Linked DNA regions of Hordeum vulgare: region 1 is linked to region 2. Evidence: chromatin contacts called from public Hi-C data. All regions are on one chromosome and are shown on one strand. Each heading gives the region's core, a stretch centred on a gene start, on an enhancer-like site or on the middle of the called end of the contact. The rest is flanking DNA. Distances are from core to core; before and after follow the strand shown.

Region 1 (2,700 bases), core at 122-2,621, 760 kb after region 2:
TCTCTAACCTTATGGTCCCCGATATGCTATATAAGCTAAGGTTCGAGATAGTCGATAGGCAGTTTAGAATCCCTTGGTTCATACATGTACTTTGTACACCCCAATCACAATATACTAGGGCAAGAGGGTATTACCTCTTCTCGAGGGTTGTAACCTGAGTCCGTGTCATGTTTCTCCTCCAACCTAATTGCTACGCCGGGATATTATACTGGGGATTTGCTCGAAGTCATCATCATCGCCAACCAAGATACCACATCACACTCATCCACGAGCGCTGCCCCGCCATCCTCGAAGCAAGCAGCGATAGAACCTGCAAAACAAGACAACTTTAGGACACCAGGACGATGCCTTCAAGAAGGACCACGACACAAGATGATCCACCATCATCCATTTCATAAAGGCCTGGAACAAGTATTTTCCCTGGAGTTCGAGAGAGAAGAGCAGACGCCGCGTATCATCGTTGGCTCCGGCAGAGCAAGGCCTTCTCATCGAGCAGCCAGATATCCTCAAAAGGACAAGATCAAAATGCACCAGAACATTATTAGGTCAGAGGTTAAAAAAAGGTGCTTGCACAAGTTGCACCTCTGAACAGAACATGGTGCTGTAGGTTGCAGCATCATCACTCGCTATCGCTGCTGCCAACCAGCGACCACAGTGGAAAATGACGTGTCAGCAACAAGTTTTGACTAATAAAAGTAGTGCGTCTTTGTGGTTTTCTCACCCATTTGCGTCGAAGTAAATTATCTGTATTTGCATTATGTAAAAAAATGATGTACCAAGTTGATAATATGAACCTTTTGATCTACCAAATCAAAGGTGAGGAATTTCCATGTTCTGAAATTTCAATTGATCAAGTTGAATATGGAATAAATACATCGGTCAGAGCTGCAATTGCGGAATTCAAATATTTAGTGTGAACGAATTACATGGATGCATGTTCTAATTGAAAAAAAAGGTATATTTTATTTGAAAGCAACAATACTGAAAACAAAGGGACTGTCAATCTTCAACTAAAGAAAAATAACTGACATATTCTAGATTCAGAACTATTCCCAGTAGATTCGTTTAGCATGATTAGGGTGACCAAGACACCATAATGAGCTCAGTTCAACACAACATGATCCCCACGTGTGGCAGTTGAATCGCTGCATTTCTGACTGGGATGAAAAGCTCAACAGCAAGCCCCAGATGGTGCATAATAATCATCAATTATGTCATTCTAGTTTATCATTTATGATAATCAAATCCTTCTTTTCACAGCGATAATGAAGTCATCACAAGTAATACGGATCGGAGGGAATAGCAATCTTTACTCGGATGATATTGACAGACATTCTTTGCTAATATACGAATTTGAGAAAGGATATACATCTCAACACATACGTGGACAAACCCACTCCACATCACCGTTGCTTTCAGATATCAGTGACAGGTCTTGCACCCATGCGCACTTGACAGTGAAGAACCATTTTTCAGCATCATCACAATGTCCATTCTGGCAGCTGAAATTAACAATATTGAGATCTTGATCATCTAAATATTGTGAGCGAGATCTTCAATTTACTATCCAAGTGTTGTGACTAGAAAAACTACACAATACTGCATTCCTAGATCTAAACAGTTATCTCTAGGAAAATATTCATAGGAAAACATCATACAGGTTCTAGAGATGCAGCACAAGCTCCACTTGATACAGCTGCCCATCAAACCTCAAACCCAAGGATTCTGCAGGATGCATAAGTGCATCAACCATTCCACCAAAAACATACACACGGTAACCAGAAGTATCTACACATGCCCCATGGAAGGACCGGCAATTTGGGGATTGACCATCAATCCTTAGTCTTTTCCACATCCTCTTTGCCATTTTCCTGGTACCTGACTCAAACTGAAGTAATGCTGGTATATCTAAGATCCAGAAATCATCCATCCGCCGTCTTTCTTTGTCTTCCCCACCATATACAAGGATCTTGCCACCAAAGAGAAATGTTGCTGAATGCCCAGCCCGGGGAGAAGGCAATTCACCAAGAATACTAGACAAATTGTACTTTTGCTCTTTCCATTGCAGGAAATGATCACCAATATCAAACAGCCAGACATCACTAAGCACCTCATATTCTGATCCTCTACCACCAAAAAGAACCATGCGCCTATCACCAATCCAAGTTAAGGTGTGGCCAGAACGAGCTGAAGGCAAAGGTCCAGTGTCCCCCATTTGGCGCCAACTGCCAGATCGAAGTCCATCGGAGAAATCAAGAAGCCATGTATCACCAAGCCGGCTTCCATGCACCCCTATCCCACCGTGAATCACAATTAACTTATCATCTATGCAGCAGGCTGCATGGGCCCCGCGAGGAGATGGTGCCAGGGGGCCTATCTGAAGCAGTCTCCATGAGATCATCATCCTGCCAGGTTCTTCGCAAATTATTTCGCCTATCCATGTGTCATTCAAACGAAGCCCACGGTCATTAATCCCGCCAAACAGGACTAGTGCATCACCAACGAGAACACATGAATGACCAAAACGACCACTTGGAGTGCCAGAGGCCAATTGCTGCCAGCTAAGTACATTGGACGATCCAGTTCCGGCTCCATTTCCAACATATGTCGCCCAGATATCATCAAGATGACGACCTAACTAGAGCAAAAGAAAATATCAGAAAGCATACAAGATTGGGATAAATCGGAACAAACATAACC
Region 2 (2,700 bases), core at 40-2,539:
ATGTATCTAATCGTGTTTTAAGGTTAGATATATTTGTAGCTAGATAAATTTAAGACAATAATTTTAAAAAGAACGTAATATATAAGATAGAACAGTGGAAGATAAAGACTCTGATAGCGTTCACACGTTCAATCGGGGAGACCATCGACCGAACGAATTCATCCGCACACATCACACTATATCATCGCATGTATGCATAAATGATGAAACTAATGATGGCAATATTTTTTTAAAAAATTTAGCTTTTAAAATGATTTATCTTTTAAATTAAAAATCCGATTGAAAACATATTTTCATCATTAAATTCGTCACAACGAGATTTCTGAAACTAGATTTCATATGTTTCAATGGCTTTTTGGGGTTAAAAGCTGTCATGTTTGTTGCACATAAATTGTTTTTACGCTAAAGTTATCATGATATATTTTAACAATTTTTTCTTCTACATTTAAAGTAATTTTGTCATGTTATAAAAAAATAAGAAACTAAAACTTATCATGGTGAATTATGAAAAATTGCCATGATCCATGAAATATTTTTGGCACGGTTCATAACTAAAACAAAATATGTCGTTAAATTACTTTAAAAATGCATAGTCAATGACTTAATTTTGACGTGAACCATAAATTAAAATTGTCATGGTGAATTACTTAAATTTGTCATGTTCCATGGTAGCTTTAAAATCTTGAGAAAATTATATATAAAACATATCATGACAACTTTAGTGTAAAAACTATGTTAACTTGAGGATAAGCATCATGATAACTTTTGGCCCAAAAAATGTCGTTGAAACTTATCAATATGCGATGTAGTTTTAAAAATCTGGTGGAAGCAGATTTAATGATGAGAATGGATTTTTAATCGTATTTTTTATTGAAGAGAAAAAAATTGGAGTTCGAAAAACTAAAAAGATATCGCTCACTTCATGTGTTGTGTTGTGTTGTATATGCATGCATGTGATGATGTGGCTCTGGAGTGTCTTTTAATTATGCTTGAAGCTGCCCCAAAGAAGCCTTTCCTAAGACTTCCTAAAAATAATATTACTCCATATGATACTCAAAGATGGAACAGAAAACGAAAATCATAGTTAAGATAGCACCACTTACATCAATAGCATGGGGATTGAGATCTGCATGCTTCGATGAGCTCTTATGACTATAAACGTTGCATTGTTCATGCTTGGAAGGGGAGGGCAAGGGAACTTTAGATGCCAAAGGTACATCCATCACCGAGGGATATAAAATGGAAGGATATAGATATTGAGTGATGTGTGAGTTCACTTTTGAAGTCATAAGGAAACTCTTCTTTTATTTATAGGCGAAGGAAGTATATGCACGTACAAAAAAGAGCACATGAATATCCATGTGCGACGAAATTAGTTCGCATGTGACAAGCTGTAAAGTTTTTGGCGTACTACATATGCTCTTCGCTTTATTGGCAACAAGTTTATTCACACACAAAAAACATATATGGATAGTTTTGTGCGACGAAATTAGTTGAACTGGAAAAAAAATGTGTTCTAGATATGCTCTTCGCTTTATTGGCATCGAGTTTAGCCATACAAAAATCATACATAGCTCTCTTATTTCCAGAACATGCCCAAGAATGGTGTACAACTTTTATGGAAGAAATGACAAAGATGCCATGCTGCATAGAAGCTTACAACTCTCGAAGGATCCAGCTGACCCACAACAAAAAACAAAAAGGCTACTTTTCGTTAGTGACTACCGACGTGCTTAAGGTACTTCCAAAACACACACCTCGCAACAACCTCATTCACATGCATTACAATTCCTCCCTCCACAAGGCATGCCCATTGGAAGCCGTAGAATGAGACTCACCATTGAAGGCACTATTTTGGTGTCTCCTAAGTTATGATTGTCTAGTGATCCATGGCCTCCCTCGATGATGGAGGCTACATGTGAAAGCACATGTGCTCCCTTGAAAGTTTTGATAATTCATGACAACATACATTATCTCTAGGACTAATAGTTTGTGACAGCCCCTATGCTATTCTTCCCCTTCCTTGTAATCTTTCCTTGCATGTCAACCTTGATATGGTATTATACGTGGTGTGAGCCCATCATTGTGTCTTCATCCATGTGCATTAGACATCATGCATGGCATCATCCTTTGTCTTGTCTTGTTGTTTGTGTTGCACCTTTGGTGATTGAAAGTGGAGTGCCTTGTGAGTGTGGCTTTGTGTTGATTGTGTGATGAGTGTGGGTGCAACAAGAGCCACTTCAAAACCCTTGTTGCACCATGACCATAAAACCCTTCCCTCTCTTTTCAATTTATTGTGGTTGTTTTAAAGTTTTTGTTTTGGCCCATTAAAAATGTTCATCTTCTCTGGAAAATCCTTTTAATATTTGCGGGTGGCAACACTCTCTTCTGGGTTTTATTTTCCCTTTGTTTTTATTTTAAAACAGAGCCAATTTCAAATAAACCAATTTATTTTTCTTTACTCTAAAATGCCACGCCTATTTTTGTAAATGGGGGGAACATTTTAGATGCCCAATTTTTTTAACTCCTTTCCCTAGCCCCTGGCTTTTAATTCAATTCTGTTTTGATTTTAATTAGAACTTGTTTGAGAGTGAGAGAGAGAGAAGGCCAGATGGGCTCTCCTGGCCCATCACCCTCCTGCGTGGCCCAAGCTCCCCCCTAACGGCACTGTCGCCATCTCCTTCTCCCTTTTCCGTCAGA

Evidence for each region. A called contact is a pair of places that touch in the nucleus more often than the background predicts.
Region 1: a Hi-C map of leaf shows a contact between it and region 2, with 6 times the contacts expected there. The contact joins the enhancer-like site here to the promoter of LOC123407122 in region 2. A contact is called at or near these places in 3 of 6 Hi-C or Micro-C datasets (leaf and seedling) and 1 of 1 datasets of contacts at active chromatin or transcription factors (embryo).

What each region holds. Positions count from the first base shown.
Region 1 is chr7H:343,074,375-343,077,074 of MorexV3_pseudomolecules_assembly, forward strand. LOC123412061 (F-box/kelch-repeat protein At1g51550) reads right to left here. Exons shown (of 3, transcript XM_045105015.1): 2 at 1,659-2,634; 3 at 1,190-1,502. The coding sequence ends at 1,664. Among protein-coding and RNA genes, the nearest start is that of LOC123412061, 6.9 kb to the right of the region's middle. Within about 2 kb of position 1,372, at least 1 of the 3 cell types and tissues checked has open chromatin away from gene starts, as enhancers often do. A contact at or near this core is called in leaf, where this site is marked.
Region 2 is chr7H:342,310,438-342,313,137 of MorexV3_pseudomolecules_assembly, forward strand. LOC123407122 (glucose-1-phosphate adenylyltransferase small subunit, chloroplastic/amyloplastic) reads right to left here and starts at 1,290. Exons shown (of 9, transcript XM_045100178.1): 1 at 1,104-1,290. The coding sequence starts at 1,289.